Regions from separate parts of the Ovis aries genome. Here regions 1 and 2 are each linked to region 3. Evidence: chromatin contacts called from public Hi-C data. All regions are on one chromosome and are shown on one strand. The core of a region is the stretch at or near the end of the contact, and the rest is flanking DNA. Distances in the headings are between cores, read along the strand shown.

Region 1 (4,177 bases), core at 1,540-4,039, 240 kb after region 3:
TCATTATAGTCTGAAATTTCTACGAAATGTGATTTTTGTGTATAACCAAGTTTAGGCCCCCCCCAATTTTAAAAGCAGTTTTTCTGTCATAGGAGGGCATGAAATCTAATGTTCACCCTTTAAAACTGCTGGGAGAAATGGCTGCTAATCTCTGTTTCATCACTGTCAGTGAGAGAGGAAGGGTAACTTGTTCTATGCTCTCAAAAGCATGGTTTCCCCAAGAGAGACTTTTAATTTTATCAACTTCGGGCTAAAGTAAGTGGGCCCAGAAGAAAAACTATCCAATGAGGGTGTAGAGAGTCTATGAAATAGCTGTGCCTTCTAATCCCAAGTTGGTAAAGGCTGTATGTACTTCAATTACCCTACATGTTGAAGCTTAATAAGGCGTAACTTCAGTTACGGTTGGAATATGGGCAAATGTATTCCACATCTGTTCCTTAAAAAAATGTATCTGGCCTCTTCAATAAATTTCAACTGGTTGCGTGGACATGTGTGGAGGCTTTGTTGCAGGAGACACGCTCAGGATTCTGAAGCAGCAGCAACTCAAAACATCAGTAATAACACTTTGGCTTAAAATTAAAAAGGAAGGAAGGAAAAGTCAAACAGGTGCAAGACGTCTCATGAAAGAGGTATTGTGGACCAAACCCTCAGATGTTGTCCGACATTAGTCTCCCCTGTCTTCACTGCTACCACCTTCATTGTACAGGAGTTATATCATTCTTTTATGGTTAAGTTTCATAAATAATGAGAAAACCATATGTAACAAATACATCATATTTCCCACCCACCCAGCAACCCTCCCCAAAATAAGAAAAGTTACATCAAATTAAAAAGTAGCTTCGTGAATGAAGGTACTGCTCTAAGTTGCACTTTCCCTGCAAGTGCGGCCAGTGCTTTTGCGCTGGGTATGAAGGAAAGGAAAAAATTCTCCACATAAACTGACAAAAAATTTAAAAATCAATGTCCGGTTTCAACCAGTCAAAACCGGGCCAAGCGGAAGCCGAGGTGTCTCGGTACCGTCCCATCAGAGGGTCCTTGCAATGCCTGGTCTTCATCCTGGCAGGTATCTGTGTCCTTGTGATTGTAAACAATCCAGAAGATACTGTGTTTTTGTTCCTTAAAATGTCCTCTGATTGGCAAAATGAAGTAAATATTTGTTTTAAAAATAGAAAATGAAAATTAAACGAGAAGAAAAGAAAAGAAACACAGTGAGCTTGTTTGGAGTCCATAGGATCCGATCTGGAAGAGCTCGGAAAATGTGTTATATGTCTTCTCCTGTTTTCGGCTGGAAAGGTACTAGAGGTTGCGTTGGTCGAGGAAAGAATTGTAGAGTAGGAAAACCAAGGATGTTAATCTAGACTTCAGAGGATTCAAGTGTTAGCTTCATCATCTGTGTCTTCTATCAATACCTTAGTGTCACGAGCCTTGGATCTAGTGGTAATGAAAGGAAAAAAAAAATTCTTAGTCCATTACTAAAATACAAACACATCCAAAGTATTAGGTATATTTTCAATCTTACTACCATTAAAAATACATCATAACCAGTCATGGACACTATATACTATACCAGATAGACTGCTCCTAGAGCTTTGTATTCAATTTCAGATATTACTGGAAAAACACTAAGAAACTAGGTTGTAACCAGAGGAAGGAAACAACAATGGTAGGTCATGTGTAATGTGCAATGGAGGGGTTTGGTTTTATGATGTATTTTTTTAACCTCTCAGAGATGCCAATTTTCATCTCTGTAAAGCAGGAATAATGATTCCTTTTTACATAATACTGCTTTTACTTCATGGAGACAGTATGAATATCAAGTGAGAGAATGGATATAAAAAGCATCAGTAAAGCATTAAACAAATACGAAGAATTAAGATGAGGATGACAGGAAAATCACTTGAGGAACACATGAAAAACAAGGAGAGCTGGCCAGCAGATTTAGACTAAAGGAGACACACGACAGCTGTCTTCAAACAGCTGATGAAGTACACACAGAAGAGGGGCTTCCCTGGTGGCCCAGACGGTAAAGATTCCGCCTGCATTGCGGGAGACCTGGGTTCAATCCCTGGTTTGGGAAGATCCCCTGGAAGAGGGCATGGCAACTCACTCCAGTATTGGAGAATCTCCATGGACAGAGGAGCGTGGTGGGCTACAGTCTATGGGGTCACAAAGAGTCGGACACGACTGAGTGAGTTCGCACAGCACACATAAGACAGAATACTAAGTCATGTTATAAAGCCCACCCAGGATCAACTGGTTGAAGTTATACTGAAGCATGTTTCAGCATAAGCTATCTGCCACAGTAACTAGCCAACAATAAAATCAGGTGCCTTGTATAGTTATAAACTTCACTATCACTGATGACTGTCAATCAAAATAAGATAATCAACTATTCAGGATTCCATAAAAGAGATTCTTGCACAGGATGAAAAATGGAGTATTAGATAAAGTCAAAATATTCTGCAACTCATGAGCTCCATGAGGTAAAGTAGGCATCATTATTACTCGACAGAGGTAGAAATAGACATTAAAAATGTTAAGGATGTGTTAAACGGTTGCAAGAGTCTCAAAGTTAGCATTCAGTCTCCGATCTTATTTTAGATTCGCTGCTCTCTTCCTTTGCACAAAACCTGCTCCAGCGTTCTAAATGTCTTCCTCTGGAGGCAATCTAATATGCTGGTGTTTTTCCACTGAACATCTGAAACTGAACGTAAACATCTACTGCTTCCTTGTTTTTGAGGCAGAAAGAGTGTATGTCTGCACTGCCCTCTGCTGGTGACTAGCAAGGATTCAACTTTCAAATTTAAGAGCTCAGTGGGATGACCATCTATTGCACTGTCTTCCAGTCCTTTGTGGACCTTACCTTGCTAACTCTACCAGCCTTCACATCCCCCCTTTGCTTCCTCAAACTCTGCTTCCTGCTCTATGTAATGGTATCATGCTTTGGTTTGACGTTCTTCCTACTGACCTCCCTAACCATTCTTTTCCTATCCCTTTTGTTCTTTTTTTTTCTCTTGCTTGTGCTTGTTCCCCAAGACAGTTCCTTGCTCTGCTTTTCCCTACCTTCTCTTCTTCGGAGAACTTACAAATTCTATCTGAAGCTCAGGCAATTTCTCTTCTGCTCCCTGTGGGTTATTACCATCTCTAATTTTTTTTTAAACTTCCTTTAAAATGCTTCCTTGTTTTCCTTTTTGTCCTCCTGTAAGTGCCCTAATCCAAGTCTTTAATGTTCCATACTGAAGAACACTGCAACGGTCTTTTAGTTGATCCGGCCTTCAGTTTTCCCTTTCCCAATGTATGTTGCACAGTGCCATTAAAACTTATGAATATATTACTTTCATAACACTCTATGAAAAAATTCTCTGTGACTTCTTCCTGCCTACAAGATAAAGTTGAATTTCAGCCTTTTACACTCGCACTTCATTCAGCTAAATGTTGTTACTATTTGTTACAAGCTCTAGTCACATGGCTTTTCTTTCCATCCCTCATTTCCACCTTTATGTCTTTACTGTGCCTCTAGCCTATCCAAACACTCCCTTATCCTTCAGAAAACTGCCCTGTCCCTTCTTTTATTCCAATCCTTTGTGATATCGACTGTCTCTAAATTTCAAATGTGGCCACATATACCCTGCACTTAGAGGGTACAGCTATCCTCCAAACAACTTTTAGGAATATACAAAGTCAATGACGGATAAAAATATTGCTGTAGGTATTCACTAAGAAAGTAAAAATAATAGTAGCTTATACTTATTGAGCTCTTTCTGTGAGGAAACTGGTGTAAATTCCAAGTCATAACAAACAATCTACCTAGCCACCTTCTGAGCAGGGACCATACTAATCCCAATTTCCAGATGAGCAATAATATAGAGAAATTAAGTGATTTGGCCAAGATAACACAGATGTCAAGTGGCAGAACCAGGGCTCTTAAAATTTCTAACTTGAAAATGATTTTTATAGAAGATATACTCAAGAGTCAAATAAAATATTCTCCAATAAGTTTTCCCCAGTGTACTTTTAATGCCAAATCAGTAGGAATTAATTAATGCATTAACATACTAATTATATTGTACACTATGTGTCCATTAAGACATTCTATACATAGGTTGTGAAAAATGTTTGAACACCAGCAATTTCATCACGTTCAACATGACTGCTTTGCAACTTAAATGTTGTTGTT
Region 2 (4,022 bases), core at 1,158-3,657, 180 kb after region 3:
TTTTTAATCATTTTAATTGGAGAGATCTCTCTGAGAATGTGACGAAGTTTTTAATTTTACACAAAAAATTGCAGGAATTAATGGACCCCCTGAAGTCCCTCCGTGGAGCCCCTGGTAAGAGCAGCTAGCCTAGCGGGTCTCATCAGAGAGGGCAGTTTCTCTAGGCAGGCCTGGTCAAGGGGCAAGGACCTCTTTGGGGACCCTGTCTCTGGGTCTTTAATCAAATCTTCAGCTGGACCAAGGAAGCTTTCTGAACATTCAGATTTCAGGATGTCATTAGATAGTAAAGGGATGGAGGAATCAAACCTTCCAGCTCTACAGAAGCCCCAACCCCTGTCCAGTTGCTCAGGGCAAGGGCACTGAGGTGTGCCCTTCTAAGACCCCTGAGGTACCTGAGGCACAGGTAGCTGGCCCCGGTTTCTCTTTTAAAGGGACCCTCCCGGGGCCATGCTGCTAAGGCAGGAAGGAGTCAGGTGTATAGCTCCACCGCCCATGCTCTGGGTCTCCCCTCCAAAACACTTGCCCACTCTCACCTGTCAGCTGCACTGTGATCCCCTGGCTCCCCCACCAGGTAGAGGTTGGACCGGTCCGCCTTGCCACTCAGCAGAGAATGGAGGTTCTGAAAGGAGGTGGCTTTCCGATGTTGGCGAGAGGGTGACACCTGGTGGGCAAGACCCAATATTGCAGGTAAGAAAAGCCATCTGATGGGATGGGGGAGCCTGGTGGGCTGCCATCTATGGGGTCGCACAGAGTCAGACACGACTGAAGCGACTTAGCAGCAGTAGCAGCAGCAAGGAGTTGACAGGGATTCCCTCATTAAGAAGCTGCCTGCAATACAGGAGACTGGGTTTGATTCCTGGTGTCGGGAAGATCCCCTGGAGAAGGAAATGGCAACCTACTCCAGTATTCTTGCCTGGAGAACCCCGTGGACAGAGGACCATGCAGGCCACAGTCCATGCAGTTGTAAGAATCGGACACAACTTAGTGTCCACCACCAAGGGGTTGACAGAGAGGGAACTCCAACCATGAACCTGAGGGCCTGCTAAGAAAGTGCTTAACAAAATAACCATAACTTACTTCAAGAGATGGGCCTATACAGGCACTCTGACGCTTCAGATAATGAAAAAAATGTGTTGGCTGAAATAACAACTGAATATGATAGTGCTAATTATCTCACTGATTAAGAAAATCTAACTTTCTCCTTGAGCCAGAAAAAAAGGTAGGACTTCCTTGGTGGTCCAGTGGTTAAGAATCCACTTGCCAACACAGGAGACGGGTTCAACATCTGGTCCGGGATGATTCCGCACATCATAGGACAAATAAACCTGTGCACCAAGCTACTGAAGCCTGCATACCTAGAGCCTGCACTCAAACACTGAAGCCCCTGCAGTGAGAGGCCTGCGCGGTGCACCTAGAGAGTAACCCCACTCACCACAACCAGAGAAAGCCCACGTGAGGCAGTGAGGACCCGGCACAGTCATACATTTTTTAAAAAGGTAAAATCAAATAATTACAGAATAAGGAACACAATTTTAGAGTTGAAATCTTAGTTTGTGATTCTTTCGTATCCCTATTATGATCACCGACATTAAAAATTTTATCAAGCATGCACCTAAAAACACTGCATGATGGATAAGACTGACATCCCTGAAGGAGTTCACACCACGGTGGGGGTGGGGTGAGCATGGACAGGTCAGAAGCCCTAAGTGTATATTGTAAGTGTGAGGCTAGAAGCGTGGATGACGCTGTGCAGGGAAGCCTCGGGGCCCTGGAGGAGCCGCTGCCTGTGCAGCACTTGAAGCAAGAGCTCTCCAGATGAAGACAGCAGGGGGCAGTTCCAGGCATAAGAAACAGTAGAGGCAGACAGACAGAGATGGGAGAAGGCATGAATGTTCTGGAACATACTTGTGGTCTGGGGGACTGGGCTGCAGAGGTGATGGGCGGTGGGGCTGGAGCCAAGGGCCAGACCCAGAGAGACCTCATCTGACCTGCAGAGGAGCCACTGAGTGATAGTAATCAGAACAATTACAAGGTCCGATCTGTGTTCTAGAAACTGACCCAGTGAGGAGGCTATTCCGAGGGAGCGGGTGGGAGGCAGGCAGAGGCAGACTTCTAAACAAATACTGCACACATCATTTATCACATTGGGAATCCGTGCTCTCAGGAAGTTGTATCATCTAGAAGCTCAAGAGGGGGCCCTGAGCTTGCCTTGAAGTTCTCAAGGGCTTCCTGGAAGAAGTCATGTTCAACTCAAGAGCGGAAAGGCAGGGAGGAGGGGAAAAGGGAGGAACGAACCAGCCACAGACACTAGAGGACGTGGGAGCCGCCCATGTGGTGAGGATGCTCACTGCCTACTTAGAAGGGCAGAGTGGAAACCAAGCCCGTCTGCACTCTCACCACGCACACTTGGCAGTGCAACAGGAAGGGGTGTGCCCTGAGATAGGTCATGAATATACCGCGGTGAGGTGGAGCCCTATTGTATGTTCTTTTTTTAGTTCTTGAACAATTCTTCCTGCTGCTCAGTCCTCCCGGCACTTGCTCCCACCCTTTCTCAGCCAGCTTACTTCCTAACTTGGCCCACTCAGATTACATGGCAGGTAATGGGCTATCATCTCCCTTGGGTACACAGACTGAACCTCTGATGGCCATACATCTGAGCACCATGGCTCAGACACACCAGGGACAAATCTAACTTCAGGAGAAAAGCAGAGAATTCCTGGAGCTCCATGTTACACTAGGCTTTTGTCCCCAGCTTGAGATCATTTTGCTTTTGTTTCTTTGCCTTCCAACTTCATCCAACCAGCAAATATTTATACTATACGTGATGCAAGACGACCAATGGAATGTTCATTCAGCCTGCATTCTCTTCCCTACTTCAGACTGAAAAATGAAAGGCTCCAATGCCCTAAACCGCAATTACCTGCTTTGTTCTGCCCAGGGGAAAGGGCGGGGAAGAGAACAGACTTGATACCTGGAAAACCTGGACTAGAATAGCACTTTCAGAGACCTAGCTGAGAGTTAGGTGCTGCTCCTGGTTTGCTGCTGGTATCCTCTAGCACATGAGAAGGGAACTTTAGCAGGCTGCCCTGTGTTCATTCACTCATTCATTCACTGTGTACTGCGTATGTCTACTATGCTAATTATCATACTAAATATTTGCAATCAAAAGATCAAGTAGTGTTCCCTCAGCGAATCACATTCCACTGAGGGGAGACAGACAAAAACCAAAATACTACATGACAAGTTCCATGAAGGAGGAAAGCGCAGGATGAGAACGGAAGCCGGAGCAGAGGTGCCCAGCTCAGCCCAAGGAAGAATTAGAAACGGTTTCCTGAAGGAAGCCGTGCCTTAAGTATTGATGGATGAACAGCATTAGCAGGTGGAGAAGATGGGAAGAATATTTCAGGTGAAGGTTCAAACTCTGTGGCCTGATTTCAGAACTGCAAGGTCAAGGATAACTGGGGTTGAGTATTAGGGGAATGATCAGTCAGATTACAGAAGCGGTCAGATTATAGAAATCCTTTGGCAATGCTGAGTGGCCTCAACGTGTTTCCCTGGGGATAATAAGGGACCAATGGTGGATGTTCCACAAGGTGGGGGGGGGGGGAAGGGGCGGCAAGACCAGATTTGTATGCAGGAAGGACGTTCCTGGAAGCCACATGGGGAGAGGCAGCGCAGGGATGCCAGTGAGGAGGCAGTGCTAGACTAACAGAGTGGCTGTGGCCACAGGGAAGCTTCCAGAATAATCAAGCAGCCGATGCCAGGCCTTGGCAGAGGTGGCGGCGTGAGGGAGGGGGAGGGGTCTAGGCTGAGCCCAGGCTGGGGTAGTGGGGTGGAAGGACAGAACTCTCTCATTGCACCGTGTCCAGGGAGTCCACATCTTGCGGATGGACTGTGGGGATGCCAGGAGCATCCCTTTCCCCACCCTGGGCTCCTCAGGAGCACCCCTGGCACTTCTCTCCTCCTTTACCTTTCATCTCAGTGGTGGCTACCACCCCACTGCCTTCACACACCCCTCAGCT
Region 3 (4,168 bases), core at 1,634-4,133:
ACAGGGTGGTGTCATTTGAACCGGCCCTGGAAAGAAGAGGTTTTCACCAGACAGGGGAGGTCATTCTCTGCAGATCAGAACTGTTGGACTTAAGCTCTAGTTCTGTATTAAACTATGAATGTGTTGCCAAGGTTCAAAGGTCCAGTTTCCTCCAGCCATGAATATTCCCTGTGATATTCCATCACTTTGCACAACAGGATTCTCTCCTTACATTCTTCCATGTAATGATACACAGTATTTCAGATATCTTCATCCTCTGCTTTTTTCTGATACTATCGGGAACTCCAGCATCATGTTAGGTCTCCAGCATCCTCTTTCTCCTTTTGTCTTTCCCTCTATCACTAAGAATTTATCTTCTTCCTGACCTGCTTCTTCCTGTTTCCCTTTCTTCGGGGAATTTTTGTTCATCAAGAGTGCAAGGCTTTAGTCTGCCTTGAAGCACTCTTCCTATTAGCTAGGGGCTTTTTTTTTTTTTTTTCTTTTTACAAGAAAGGTGTGTCTAAGCCCATTTTCTGTAAAATCTGTCAGTGCCTAAGTGGTACCCTGCTGCTTGAATCCTCATTCGTCTCCATGGCAATGTTCTGAAATGATTCTGCTTGTATGAGTAAGTTCAAGGCCCCTAAAATTATTTATCATAACAGAGTTGGCATATCCCACCGCGGTACACACATACATGTGTGGTGCAACATTTGTAAGCGGAGCCACGGTTCGGTTTGCATTCATTTAAAAAAAATAACAGCACTTCCTGTGAAATGAATGGATAGCCCGCCCATCAGCTGACTTCATTTACTCATCCTTCATTCATTTACGCATCCAGGCTTAGTCAGGGAGACTGAGACTTAAAATTCTACCTCCTCCTTAGGAGATGGAGATAGAAGTCAGGAATGGCTTCACTGAGGAGTGGTCAGTTGACCACCAAAGGGAAGGGCTTTTCTGACAAAACCAGCACAAGGGCAAAGGCATGAAGATGTGAAGGAACATTCGAGATAACAAAGGAAAACTGTCTGCCAGTCAGGCTGGGAAATGGGATGGAGAAGGGCGATGAAGGGAGATACAGAAGGAGATGGAGCTGGGGCTAGAGAGAGGGGTCCCGAGGGACCTGTAATAAAAGATTAAGGAGTCCGTACTCCTTGAGCGACGAGGAGGATCTTGAGAGGAAACGCAGCATTATCAGGTTTCAGTTCAGTTCAGTTCAGTTCAGTCGCTCAGTCGTGTCTGACTCTGTGACCCCATGAATCGCAGCACGCCAGGCCTCCCCTGTCCATCACCAGCTTCCAGAGTTCACTCAGACTCACGTCCATCGAGTCAGTGATGCCATCCAGCCATCTCATCCTTGGTCATCCCCTTCTCCTCCTGCCCCCAATCCCTCCCAGCATCAGAGTCTTTTCCAATGAGTCAGCTCTTCGCATGAGGTGGCCAAAGTACTGGAGTTTCAGCTTTAGCATCATTCCTTCCAAAGAAATCCCAGGGCTGAGCTCCTGCAGAATGGACTGGTTGGATCTCCTTGCAGTCCAAGGGACTCTCAAGAGTCTTCTCCAAAATCACAGTTCAAAAGCATCAATTCTTCAGCTCTCAGCCTTCTTCACAGTCCAACTCTCACATCCATACATGACCTTTGGGAAAACCATAGCCTTGACTAGATGGACCTTAGTTAGCAAAGTAATGTCTCTGTATACATTCTACCAACAGGAAGTCTTCTTCCACTGCTGCCCTGGGGTCTTGTTGAACAGTGTAGGCAGAGTTAGAAGTCAGGGACAGGCAGTCCAGTGCTTAAGACTCTGAGTTTCCACTGCAGGGGGTAGGGTTTGAGCCCTGGTTGGGGAACTAGGATCCCATATACCATGTGGCCGAAAAAAAAAGAAAAAGCCAGGGACAAGTTAATGGGGGCCTGAGAGGACCAGAGCCTGGAGGTGTGCATGGGAAAGATTCAAGCACCACTTTAGAGACAAGGCATGTGGGACTTCAGGACCAATTAGGTGGAGGATTGAAGGAGAACCTGAAGATTGATGTCCAAGAAAGAATAGGGTTGGGGAGAAGACGAATTTAATTTGGGATATCCTCAGTGTAGGGAATCTCTGGGCATCCAGGGATACAATCAGACCCCTCAATCTGCCACTTTCCCCTCATCCTGAATTCTCCATCATAGGGATGAAGCAATCTAGTCCCCACAGATGTAGATTTACAATGTAAGGGTTAACATGTGACTTTCCCTTAGGAACCATATTTCCAGTTAGCAAGAGAGTACCACCTAGCCAATGTTAATCAAGAGAATGGCTTTCCTATAGCGAGATTCCCAGCAATGGGAAGGGCAAGTGGGGGACCTATTTCCAGGTAAGAAGGTCTTGCCAGCATCCCTAAAATTACATTGCGGAGGCTACAACTAAAGCTCTCGTAGTGAAGAGACTGCTGTGGAAAGTTCACCTTCATTCCACAGAACCCTGTTCACACCATAGAAGAAGGGATCTTCCTCTTGGACAGGATTCTGCTCTCTTGGGCCGGGGTGATGGACAACCAATGCCACAAAGCTCTGGGGTCACTGAGTTCAGGTCCTGGCTCCAGCAGTTACTGGATATATAACCTTGGGCACAGCGTTTTACCTCTCTAGGACTGATTCTGACATTCATTAGACAGGGCCTTGAAACACTTGCTGTTCCCCTGGGGTGGTTGTGAGCTGGGGTTTCAAGGAGATGGCTGCAACAGACACGACTGCATCCGTCATCCTTACCACCGCCACCATTTATCTCAGTATCTTTCAACACCCAATTCACTTGGAGAAGCCTAATTTTCTCCCTGTTCATGGACTATTAGCTGCTCTGACAACTTTAGGTGATGAAAAGCCACCATTCGGTAGAGCGCGCTGTGCCCCTCAACAGCCTGCAGGGGGCAGCATCGGGCAGCGTAAGGTCTCGCCCGGCTCGCTCGAATAACGTCGGAACAGGTCTGGGAAGGACCACGGAGGTGGCCTTGGAATTCAGACTCCAGCTGACAAAGGACCCGTGATACTCCACGTGGGTCTGACATGCAGCCTCCTGGGGAATCGGGTCTCCGGTGAACAAGGGGGCAGGGAAAGGGTCTTCTGAAAGCATCCCCTGCCCTCACAAATCCAGCCGGGTTTTTCCCAAGCCCACACCAGGCCTGACTGCCGTTACCTTGCAATTTAGCGCTGATCTGACCTCGAAGAAGCCAGACTGAGCCTGCTTCCGTCCTCACAGGGGCCCTGATGCAGATGTCTCAACCCCCATGAGCTAAAGGGAGGGAGCGCCTGACAAGGACAAGGTGGGGTGCCTGCCACCCCTACCCCACCCCCCGCAAAGCATTTTTAGGTTCCCACTCCCTCAGCCCCGGTGGGGAGTACGGAAAAGACAAAAGAAATAAAGGGACGCAGCTCCAACTCTTCCGAGCTAGGAATGTTGTTGAAAATAGATGCAGACGGGAAGGCTACTCAGGATCCCACGTTCCGGTTTCCATCCAGCCTGGCGACGCTGCGTTCCTAAAGCCCAGGAGGCATGTTCAGACCTAACAATTTCCTCTCATTTGTGAGTGTGTTTACCTGGAAAAACAAAGAGGCAGAAGGCTTAGAATCAATCAAAACTGCCCCGAATATGGAGTCACTGTAGGGACAGATGATCCAAGCTGTGGGAATCTGGAGATTCACCGACCGAGGTGGCATGTAGTGGCCAGCCAGTGGGGAGGAACGTGGTCACTCTGAAGAGAGCCCCAGGCCTCGGTGCCAATGGGACCCACTCGATCTCCTACTGACTTTTCTGGGGAGAGGAACTGCTATGTCACCATGACATCACCTCCTTCCAGGAACCACTGAGTCAGCTTGGGGCCTGAGGCTGGACCACTCACTTCCTCCAACCGGGCAGAGGGGGAGCACTCCCCCACACCACCCCCAGCTGGGCCTGTTCCTTCACCACTGTCAGCGGGTCAGCTTGGCGAAAAGACACACCAGGTGGTGCCATCCATGCCCACTTCCACTGGGATTCTCCTGCCATGGAAGAGGGGCCCCCCGTGCAGATTCACAGCTGGTTTGGGGCTGAAGGGCAGGTGTCCCTGGGAGAGGGAGCATGTTTAGCTTTGTCAGTCACATACAGCTCCTTGTAGAGGCTAACTGTGACAGAGGAATCAGGAGGGATTAAGTGAGAGGCAGGTGGGCAATGGCTGA

What was found. A called contact is a pair of places that touch in the nucleus more often than the background predicts.
Region 1: a Hi-C map of hypothalamus shows a contact between it and region 3, with 8 times the contacts expected there. The contact joins two enhancer-like sites. A contact is called at or near these places in 5 of 16 Hi-C or Micro-C datasets (blood, hypothalamus, skin fibroblasts and 1 more).
Region 2: a Hi-C map of muscle shows a contact between it and region 3, with 7 times the contacts expected there. The contact joins two enhancer-like sites. A contact is called at or near these places in 6 of 16 Hi-C or Micro-C datasets (blood, hypothalamus, muscle and 1 more).

What each region holds. Positions count from the first base shown.
Region 1 is chr12:61,408,738-61,412,914 of ARS-UI_Ramb_v3.0, reverse strand. XPR1 (xenotropic and polytropic retrovirus receptor 1) reads right to left here. Exons shown (of 15, transcript XM_015099345.3): 15 at 1-1,431. The coding sequence ends at 1,371. Among named protein-coding and RNA genes, the nearest start is that of KIAA1614, 20 kb to the left of the region's middle. Within about 2 kb of position 2,789, at least 3 of the 54 cell types and tissues checked have an H3K27ac peak or open chromatin away from gene starts, as enhancers often do.
Region 2 is chr12:61,468,721-61,472,742 of ARS-UI_Ramb_v3.0, reverse strand. It overlaps KIAA1614 (KIAA1614 ortholog), which reads right to left. Exons shown (of 9, transcript XM_060396673.1): 8 at 534-661. Among named protein-coding and RNA genes, the nearest start is that of KIAA1614, 40 kb to the right of the region's middle. Within about 2 kb of position 2,407, at least 6 of the 54 cell types and tissues checked have an H3K27ac peak or open chromatin away from gene starts, as enhancers often do.
Region 3 is chr12:61,644,141-61,648,308 of ARS-UI_Ramb_v3.0, reverse strand. No RefSeq gene overlaps it. Among named protein-coding and RNA genes, the nearest start is that of IER5, 46 kb to the right of the region's middle. Within about 2 kb of position 2,883, at least 14 of the 54 cell types and tissues checked have an H3K27ac peak or open chromatin away from gene starts, as enhancers often do.